Regions from separate parts of the Macaca mulatta genome. Here region 2 is linked to region 1. A link is a contact called in public Hi-C data. All regions are on one chromosome and are shown on one strand. Each heading gives the region's core, a stretch centred on a gene start, on an enhancer-like site or on the middle of the called end of the contact. The rest is flanking DNA. Distances are from core to core; before and after follow the strand shown.

Region 1 (5,203 bases), core at 1,606-4,105:
TCAGGGAAGTCTCTCGTTGAAGGGGCAAGACCTCAGTGATGAAAAGGAACCAGTGAGGATCTTAAGGCTGGTGCGTGTGTGAGGAGCAATGCATAGGCCAGTGGGTCTAGAGGGTGGTGAGGTCAGGGTTGAGGAAGAGCCACAAGCCGGGTGGGAGAGGGAAGCTGAAGCCAGATCCTTCTAGGCCTCAGTGCATAGAATGGATTGAGAAGAGTGGAGCAAGAGAAGAATCAGGAAGGTGGAAGTGGAGACAATATTCTGCTAGACACTGTCCTCATGGGAATTTTACGAGGCCTCGGATGAAGTAAAATCTAACTGTGAAGTCTTCATGGGGCCAGGGATTCTGTTTCATTGTTTGTTGCCTAGATAAATAGCGATATAAACTAACTGGCAGCTGTGGTGTATAGACTCGAAATAAAGACACTCAATTACCTGTCTCTGACTTTTAATGCAAAGACTAGGTTAGCTGCAGTGTTTTTTCCAAGACTAAATTATGATCTTGGCCTCCCTCTTTCACCAAGACATCAGAAAAATGGTCAACATTTACTGGGGGCTTCCTGAAATAGACACAGAAGGCACAGAGAACACAGGTTGGTTGTCAAGGCAGGATGACCTAGGATCCAACTGCAGAGGATGTGGACTGGGTTCCATTTCTCCTAGAGTTCTGGCTCCCCAGGGTAAGGAGAGTGATTCATTCACCTTTGTAGCCCTGGTGCTCCTAGTACAATGCCTGCAGAACCGTAGGAGCTGATATTACCTTTTAGTGGAATTTGAATTAAGTACGTAGTTTAGATACACAGTACTGAAATGATAAACTCAGAAAAGTAGTCATCTTCACATTTTTTGGTTCACCATTCATAATTGGAAGAAGGATTAGTCATCCTTCTCCCAATTCTATTACTTGTGTTTTTATATTTCCTGCCCTTGAACCTTTGAACACATCATTTCACTCCTAAATCTCCACTATGGGTAAGCATAGAGAAAGGGAGAAATTAAACTCAGGCCAATTCTTCCTTGTTTTTTGTTTTTTGTTTTCTTTGCAATTAACACTTTTTAAATGTTTGATGAAGATTGAAGAAATTCATGCTATATAAAGATCTTAGGATAACATTTTTTTTTTTTTTTTTTGAGATGGAGTCTGGCTCTGTCGCCCAGGCTGGAGTGTAGTGGCCGGATCTCAGCTCACTGCAAGCTCCGCCTCCCGGGTTCACGCCATTCTCCTGCCTCAGCCTCCCGAGTAGCTGGGACTACAGGCGCCTGCCACCTCGCCCCGCTAGTTTTTTTGTATTTTTTAGTAGAGACGGGGTTTCACCGTGTTCGCCAGGATGGTCTCGATCTCCTGACCTCGTGATCCGCCCGTCTTGGCCTCCCAAAGTGCTGGGATTACAGGCTTGAGCCACCGCGCCCGGCCAACTTTTTTTTTTTTTTTTTTTTTTTTTTTTGAGACGGAGTCTTGCTCTGTCACCTAGGCTGGAGCGCCATCTCGGCTCACTGAAACCTTGGCCTCCCGGATTCCAGCGATTCTCCTGCCTCAGCCTCCTGAGTAGTTAGGATTACAGGTGCCCATCACGACGCCCGGCTAATTTTTGTATTTTTAGTAGAGACGGGGTTTTGCCATGTTGGTCAGGCTGGTCTTGAACTCCTGACCTCAGGTGATCTGCCCGCCTCGACCTCCCAAAGTGCTGGGATAACTTTTTTTTTTTTTTTAAGGGCTTTCTATGTATACATTATCCCAAATGACCCTGAGAAGCAGACATTTGGGCAAGATCACAAGCCAGTAAGAAGGGGAGCTGGAATTCAAGTCAGGTTGTCTGATGACAGTGGCATTGCTACTTACTCCTCTTTTCACAATTTGGGGCTTTCATTTGTCCTTTCTTCCATACTTGCCCCAGAAATGTTTAAATACTCTGAGAAACAGTGGGAACTCTATAAATAAAAGATCTCTCTGTATTTTTACATAATCAAAGCTAGAGAGTTTCATGTGGCGCAGGCCACTCGGTTAGTGGAGGCAGAGGGCACGCCATCCCCAGATCCAGTTGCAGTGAGTGGTGTTGGATTACCCACCTCTGGGATGGTCACTGCTGAGCGAAGCTGGACCCGGGACTGCAGTCAGAGAAAGCGAAGGAGCTTGGCTGCACAGAGGCAAGAACGGGCCACGGATTCTTGCAGCCAAAATGTCATCTGGTTGGGAAAAGCCGCTTGACAATTTGCAGCTACTAGAGGGGCGGGGGTGGGTGGAAAATGCAGCATCTTAAGTTCAAGATTCAGGGTGAAGGCTGGCTAGACTTAGCAGGGGTCTGCATCTTTAGATGAGATGTGAAAAACACCCAAGCTCAGGGACCAAATGACAGGGAGCGCTGTGCCTGCAGCGACGGTAACAGGGACCCAAGGAAAGAAAACACGAGGCGCTGAAGGCGCTCCAAGAGGTCTCCGCCGTTCAGACTCTCCCCGTGGCCCGGGCGCGTCGTCCTAGGGGGCGGCTTCTGTCCCTGGTTTCCCCTTCTTAAAAATCCAGGCGCAGGCAGGCTGAGCTCAGGCGGCTGAGACACCTTCACGTGGCAGGGGAAGGGGTGACAAGGAGAGGGAGGCCCGAGAGATCCCGCTTGGCACAGGCCCGGGTCAGCACAGGGAAGAAGGCCCGCCTAGACCCGAACGGCGCGCCCGGGCCGGGCCCTAGAAGACCTCGCGCCAAAAGGAGCGGGATCCGGAGCTGCGCGGCGGCCTCATAGGAGCGCGGGGCGGGGCCGGGGGCGGGGCGGGGCGGAGCCGCGGCGGGCGGGCGCGCGGGCGGCGCGGAGGGAGGGTGTCGCGCCGAGGGAAGCGGCCCGCGGCGGAGGGAGGGGAGGCCGAGTCCTGGAAGCGGAGCTCCGCGCTGGGACTGGTTCCTTCGCAGCCATTTTCTGTCCAACCAAACAGCCGATTGGAGACGGGAGCCAACCAGGGCTGCATTGGAGGTTTGTGTCTCGCTTCGGCCAATGATCGCTCCTAAACCGACTCCACTTTAGCTCGAATGAAATGTCCGTCTCCTCCCGGCGCCGTCCCCGCCGCCAACGCCGCCGCGGCCGGGGGCACTCGCCTCCCGCCCTCCCGCGCGGGCCGGGGCCGGGGCCCGCGCCTGCGAGGCCGCTCCCGCAGCGGGCCGGGCCGGGGAGCGGGCGCGGGGCCGCGGCGCGGCTCTTTGTGCGCCGGGCTGAGGAGCGGCGGGACGCGGGCCAGGCCGCCTCCCGCTCGCCGCCGTTGAGCTCCGGGCCCGAGGCCGAGGAGGGGCCGCGGGGCTGCGTCGGGGCCCCGCTCTCGACGGCTTCCCGGGCCGGCTCCATTTTGTGCGGGGAGCCGGCGGAGGGGCGGGAGACGCGGCGCGGGCCCTGGCCCCGTAGCCCCGGCCGCGGCGCGGGCCCCCGGGGGCGCCCCCCTCCCGCCCGCGGGGCTGTGGTGGGGCCCGGCGCTTTGTCTCCCCGCACATCCCGAGGGCCGCGCGGCGGGCGGGAGGCAGGCGTTGGGCGCGGGGGCCGGGGCGGCCGGGCGAGTCAGGGGATGCGCTCTGGGGGCGGCCTCCCGGCACTCGCAGGGCTGACAGGTCGCCCGGACCGGGCCGTGAGGCTGGGGCCACCCAGGCACCTGCGTGGGGAGGAAGGCATGGCTTTGGCTTCCCCGCAGTCTGGTTTGCGCGTAAAGAATGCAGCCATCTGGCGGCTTGCGGTCCCAGGACTTGCCCCGAAGGTGGGAAGGAAGCCCTTCGGATTGGACTAAGGTTTTAATCATTAGTGGTGGGAGGCGGGAGGATATGCAGGGCCTTAAGGAACGGTAGTCTTAGAGAACAAAGAATTACAGAGCACCCACAAATCATAATCTCGCTCAAAGCACTCTAACGGGATAATTTAAGGTTAGGTAGCCTGCGACCTTTAAAAAAAAATGGCATCCCACTAACCCGCATGGACCCCATAGTTCCGTGGTTCGTGCCACAAATCACTGGGGTGGTTTCATCTCTCTTAGTATGGAAACTAATCAGCAACATAAAGTGATGAAAGCAAACGGATCAATATCAGTGGCACTAATCAGTGGGGGTTTTATTTGTAAAGTATTGAAAGTTTAACCAAAATTCCTTAAAAGGCAAATTATTCCTTCCCTGCGCTGCTCTTGTATCTTAATTTAAGGATTACTGTATATTGATGCAAAACTCTGGTTGTTGATGCCAAAGAATGGAGGGTGGAGGAAGGGACTACTGCTTTTCTTGGATACAAATTTGCATTTCTTCAAACATTAAACAGATGTATGCATTCCCTTGAGCTTTTACATATATCAACCTGCCCTTAAGAAAATATATACCATATGAGGTGGCCGTGTTTTTCTTTAATGTACTGAATCTAAATATATACTGAATCAACTCTTTGGGTGAGGGAGTGTGGTGTGACTCCCCTGTCCATACCCCCCTCCCCCATTCCAAGCAAAATACATAAATATAGCTCCCATATTTTAAGTGTTCTGAGGGCTTATTTTTTCAAAGACACCCTTTAAAAAAATAACATTTCTCGTTACAAGGAAGGACTTTTCTGAGCAGTTTTGGGGTTAGAGGATACTATTAATATTTGAAAATAAATTATAAGTTACTTTTAATATTATAGCAAATGTCAAGCAGTCTTTGCTACCTGGACCCTTTTAGTGGCATTAAAAACATTCAATTCAGTGGCTACAATTTTTTCTGCTGTTTGCTAGATTTCATGCTTGGATGCATATCAGTATGTCTTCTCCCTTTAAAATTAACACTGAAAGGATGTGTTTTTGTTTTGGCATCCTACCCCTCACCCATTTAATTGTTTCCTTTGAAAAAGAGAAGGGAACAAATGAGAAATGAAACTTGTAACACTGCAATTGATACTAATTTGTTCAGCTATTTATGCCTTACAGTGAGACTGAAGTGCTATTTCGATGCAATTTTAGTCAAAAATGGTGGTGCTTCAAAATTATAAATAAGGGTCTTGATTGTGTTGCTTTTTTGATATACTCCCAGTGCAGAATGTATCTTCATTACAGTATAATCTGAGATTCTTAATTGGAAAGCATTATATTCTCAGATAATTTTTTCCTCCTCTTCAGCGATAGAATGCCTAAATGTTACTCTGAAACATGTAAGAAAACCGCCACCAAAAAATTAAGTTGATAAGGGGTGTATTTGCGTCTTGGGTGTTAATGTTTTAAGTGATTT
Region 2 (5,203 bases), core at 1,306-3,805, 150 kb before region 1:
AACACAGTGAAACCCCGTCTCCACTAAAATTACAAAAAAAATTAGCCGGGCGTGATGGTGGGCGCCAGTAGTCCCAGCTACTCGGGAGGCTGAGGCAGGAGAATGGCGTGAATCCGGGAGGTGGAGCTTGCAGTGAGCCGAGATCGGGCCACTGCACTTCAGTTTGGGCGACAGAGTGAGACTCCGTCGGGGGTGGGGGGGAATTTATTTACAACTGGGAGGGAAAGAGGAAGGGGAAATAGGAGAAAAAGGACATCTTTAAAAAGCTATTTTAAAAGATGAAAATCGTTAGAAATTTCAAGTTTCCCGGGATGTGAAATTTGTCCAACGTCTTATCAGCTTCGATTAACACATGCGCTAGCCCACAAGCGTTTTTTCGTCATTTCCCAGCGCTGCGTCCCGTATGGAGGGTCACATCCACGCCGGCTTTAAAGGCAGGCTGTGACCACGCTGGACTCAACGAGCTCATCCCCCATTTAAAAAGACACGTTACTCTCTCCTACCTTCAAGGTTGGACCATGGCCGCCTATCTTTCTCTGTTTCACAAACACAACGGGCAGATCGGTTTCCGCGGCCAATTCCGAGAGCGTTCCTTCCAGGGCCCGACCGTACTCTGTGGCACAAAAGCAGAGCGGGGCGTGTAAGGTGCTTCTTCCCCGCGGCCAGGCGGGAACTGCGCCGGAGGCGGGGCTTCCGTCCCGGCCCTGCAGGCACCGCGTGCCCTCGGGTGACTCCCTTGCAAGTTAGCATGACTTGCTGCATTTCTGACAAAGGCTAAAACTCACACTTAAGCTTGGAGTCTGACCCCGGCAAATCCGCAAACTGGCTGAAAACAGGGCCTCAAGGTTAGCTATAAACGTCAGAGTTCTAGTCAGAGTTAAATCATTGCACTGCTCTGCTAAAATTAAACGTCCTACTTTCCCGGTAAATCCCGAATTCAGAAAAGCTTCAAAAAAGAAGCTTAATACCCATTTATCTCAACTTTAACAAAACACCTCCCAATTTGATCTTGCTTTGAACTCTACATCTATTCTGAATGCCAAAATCCAACTTCCAATGTTTCCTTGACATTTGAAACCGTGGAGCAAAATAAAGAACACTCTGCCTATCTGCTGCTTTATTAAAAAGAATCCTGAACTATACATGACACTACAGATGAAACTAGGCACTAACGGTAAAATTTCACAAAGGGATGAACTCAGTGGAGCATAGAGATTCCACAGTTACACTGACATGAGGCCTATTCATGAGACATAAATCACACCAACATTCCAAAGTATAGCTGCTTATTTGGGAGGCCGAGGCGGGTGGATCATGAGGTCAGGAGTTCAAGACCAGCCTGGCCAAGATGGTGAAACCCTGTCTCTACCAAAAATACAAAAATTAGCCGGGCGCGGTGGCAGGTGCCTGTAATCCCAGCTACTCGGGAGGCTGAGGCAGGAGAATCGCTTGAACCCGGGGGGCGGAGGTTGCAGTGAGCCAAGACTGTGTCACTGCACTCCAGCCTGGGCAACAGAATGAGACTCCGTCTCCAAAAAAAAAAAAAAAAAAGGAGAGCTGCTTAATGGTAATAATGGTAGCTAATATATCTATACTGCTTCACATATATTAACATTTCATTTCAACTTCACAACCAGTCTACAAGTAGGTATTACCAGGCCCAACTTATAGACAGGGAAACAGGTACAGAAAAGCTAAGAAACTTGTCCAAGCTCAAGGAGCTACTCAACAGCAGAGGCAGGATTCAAACCCAGGCAATGTGGTTGACGGTCTTAATCACTATCCTGTACTGCCCGAGAGAGTGAGGAAGCCCTGGGGTCGTCGTCGCCGCCCCATTTAATAGTCTGTGTCCAGCTGGGCACGCCACTTGATCTTTCCGAGCCTTGCTTTCCCCACTTGTAAAAACATGGAGACCCCATGTGTTTTGACAGCGTCTCAGGATTTCTGATTAAATGGTGTGAAAATTCCTGGAGAAGTATTCTTACATAGTTATACTTTCTTAATGCTGTCAAGGATCTGTCGGTCCACTCAACACATTGTCATCTACATTTCAAGACTCAGGCTCTGTAAGAAACGATACAATACCCATTTTCTCCGCTGTTCTGCAAATTGTCTCTACAAAGAGCAAGAGGAAGGAAACCGCCAGCCTACAGGTGCCGGTCTCACCTACCACATGCTGACGCTTTGTGTGACCGGGTCGAAACCACACACGCCACGAAGCTGCCTGGGTTTGGAAAAGCCTCCCCGTCTGCTCAGACACGCCTTAAAATATCTCCCCTTCCCCGAGACGCACACCGCTCCCCACAGGCGCAATGCTGTAGTCCCCGCCGGCAGGCCGTCCCCCGCGTGCTCCCATCCCTGGGCTTGCGGCTTTGTCTGGTTTCACCCGACGCAGAGCTTACAAGAATTTGAGAATGATGAAGACATCAGGCACTCCTTCAGGACTCGACCACCTTTCGCTTCGCCGCAAATGCTGCACCGAAGGAAACTGAGGTGAAAGGGTTGCTGTTTCCTAATGGCTACGAGAAGCCACGCCCTGCGCCGAGCGGGCGGGCTAACTGCCAGAGTCAGAATGACAAAGCAGAAATCCACTCCTCGTGCAGCCCTGGCAGCCTATGCTAATTGGCTTAGCAAGCTGAGAGCTCCTAATTGGGTGACACCACATCCTCTGCCTGCTCATAGCCGCCCCCAACCTAAGAACAGAGCAAAAAAACAATTTAAGGCAATTCTGGAACCAAATTTGGAATAAGTGTGTTTTTAGTGAAGAAACTAGACTATGCCCTAAGGCAGTAGCTCCAGAACTTTGCTAGCTGTTGTCATCGCGTTAGGGTCTTTAGAATCCTAGTGCCTGGCTCCCACCCCTAGACATTCTGATGTCATTGGTGTGGAGTGTGACCTGGGCCTCTGCGTTTAAAAAAAAAAAAAAAAACTCCAAAGGTGATTTGAGTTGGCAGCAAAGTTTGGGACCCACTGCCCTAAGGTCATGGATTAGTCAGTTTGGTAATCCCCTAAAGGAAGTTATTAGGCTTTTGAAAAGAAACGTGGAGTTCACCCTGACTAATCCTGAAAAGAAATGACAAATTCTCAGGAACACACCCAACTTCCCCTGAGAGCACCTCTTCCTTACCAGACTCTGAGTTTAGTTTTTATTGTTTTAAGAAAAACTGAATGTCTTTTAACTCCAGCCGCACCCAGCCACCTGCTGCTACTAAGGTGAGCCATTCTCTCTCATGCTCCCCTTCTCTTAGTCATGTTCTTACTCAGCACCACGCACTAGCAGGGTATGCATATTTGCTGAATAAATACATAATAACTGACTGAATGAATGAATGAATGAATGAATGAATGAATGAATGAACGTCTTTCCCACTTCTTTGGATAATGCCAGATTGAAGCACTCTCAGGTGAGAGCGTTGCAGGCTCCTAACGGCTAGCAGAAGCCACATTCCCTCTAAACAAACAGGCAACCACTGCCAGGTCCTGCCAGGTCCTTCCAAGGTGAAACTCAGAGGCTTGGTTTAGCTTCCTCGCCCTCTAAAGGGGCACACACACACACTACACACACTAACATGACACTTCCCCTGTAAGGTGATTATTGACATGAGTGTTTGACCTGATTCTGGAGTCCATAGAACAGAGAATGGATCTAGTACATGGGTGTTCAGGAAACAATGTGATCTATGGAGGAAAGAAGGAAAAACATGAAAAGACTGGGTCTAAGGGAGAACACAAAACATTTACTCCTGGCTCCCAAGCCAAGTTCTGTATTAATCATTGTATATGCCTTTATCTCATTTAGTCTACACAATGACCCATGAACTAAGGTCATAAATTTCTCTTTCTTAGAAATATATCGAAAATACACCTTATTTCAAAAGCATGACTTAGGACACAGAAGGATCATTTAATTTGAAATAATGTACTAAAAGCAAGTAATAAGGACTGATATGAAGAGCCTTGCCATTAAAAGCATCTTGTATAGACACCTCAGAGTGATTATAGTTAATATTTTCTACCAGCATTCCAAAACAGGCTAGATAAGGCATTTTAACTTCACATTGTTCCTAAGTGAGCAAATTATAGCAAAGATGCCCAGAGTAGCACCATGTAGTTATTTTTCTTTTAAGTTAAAAATCACCATTTTAAAACTATCTTCTTTTCTTTCAAATCGTTCTTGCTGCTGTTAAGGGCCTAGATGCCTTACCCTTGTCATGAATTCCCAAGGAAAAACTCCTTAGTTCTATTTAGTTGCTGGTTAACGGAAGAACCTCATCTTCTTCCATCATTTCTCATCATGCAGCAATTTATTTATTTATTTGTTTGTTTGTTTGTTTGTTTGACAGTCTCTTGCTCTGTTGCCCTGGCTGGAAAGCAGTGGTGCATCTCAGCTCACTGCAACCTCCATCTCCCAGGTTCCAGCGATTCTCACGCCTCAGCCTCCCAAGTAGCTGGGACTACAGGCATGCACCACCACACCTGGCTAATTTTTTGTCTTTTTGGTAGAAATGGGGGTTCAACATGTTGGCCAGGGTGGTCAAACTCCTGGCCTCAAGAGATCCGTCTGCCTCAGCCTCCCAAAGTGCTGGGATTACAGGTGTGAACCACTGTGCCTGGCTGTAGCAAATCATAAACATAAAATGTTTTAATCATACATTTTGCATCTCTTGACTGGGCTCATTCTTCCTTTTGAGAATTATCTTCCCTCCCTAAGGACCTAGTCCTTCAAAGCTCATTTGAAATGTCACCTCCTCTGGGAGTCTTCCCGGATTTCCAACCAGTGTTAATTGCACCTTCCCTCTTCTTTGTCCCCCAAATACCTAATAATAATTACAAATATTCTACAAGAGCTTTGGATAGGCAAACCCTTGTTTATTTTGTCTTTACAGAATCTGGTATATAGTAGGTACTCAGAAAATACTGGAAATAGACCTCTCTATGTTCCTGAACTGTCATCTAAGCTGTAACAAATTTATGCAGGTGTTTGATAAAGGCTCCTATTGTATTAAACTACTGTTCTACCTATAATAAGCCTTTCTCTCATACACACACACACACACACACACCCCCCATACTGAGCTAGAATAATCTTTCTAACACCCAAATCTTCTTTACTCAAACCTTCAGTAGCTGTCTAGGGCCCTCAAGATGAAGTCTAAACTTCTCAGTCACGTTGACATGGCAAGGCCCACCCTTGCTGAACCTA

Evidence for each region. Hi-C and Micro-C count contacts between places; a contact is called where the count stands out from the background.
Region 2: a Hi-C map of fetal cortex germinal zone shows a contact between it and region 1, with 2.6 times the contacts expected there. The contact joins the promoter of TXNRD1 here to the promoter of NFYB in region 1. A contact is called at or near these places in 3 of 14 Hi-C or Micro-C datasets (cortical neurons, fetal cortex germinal zone and fetal cortical plate).

Annotation. Positions count from the first base shown.
Region 1 is chr11:111,361,916-111,367,118 of T2T-MMU8v2.0, reverse strand. NFYB (nuclear transcription factor Y subunit beta) reads left to right here and starts at 2,855. Exons shown (of 8, transcript NM_001257720.1): 1 at 2,855-2,954.
Region 2 is chr11:111,514,009-111,519,211 of T2T-MMU8v2.0, reverse strand. It overlaps TXNRD1 (thioredoxin reductase 1), which reads right to left and starts at 2,555. Exons shown (of 15, transcript NM_001351765.2): 1 at 2,403-2,555; 2 at 504-613.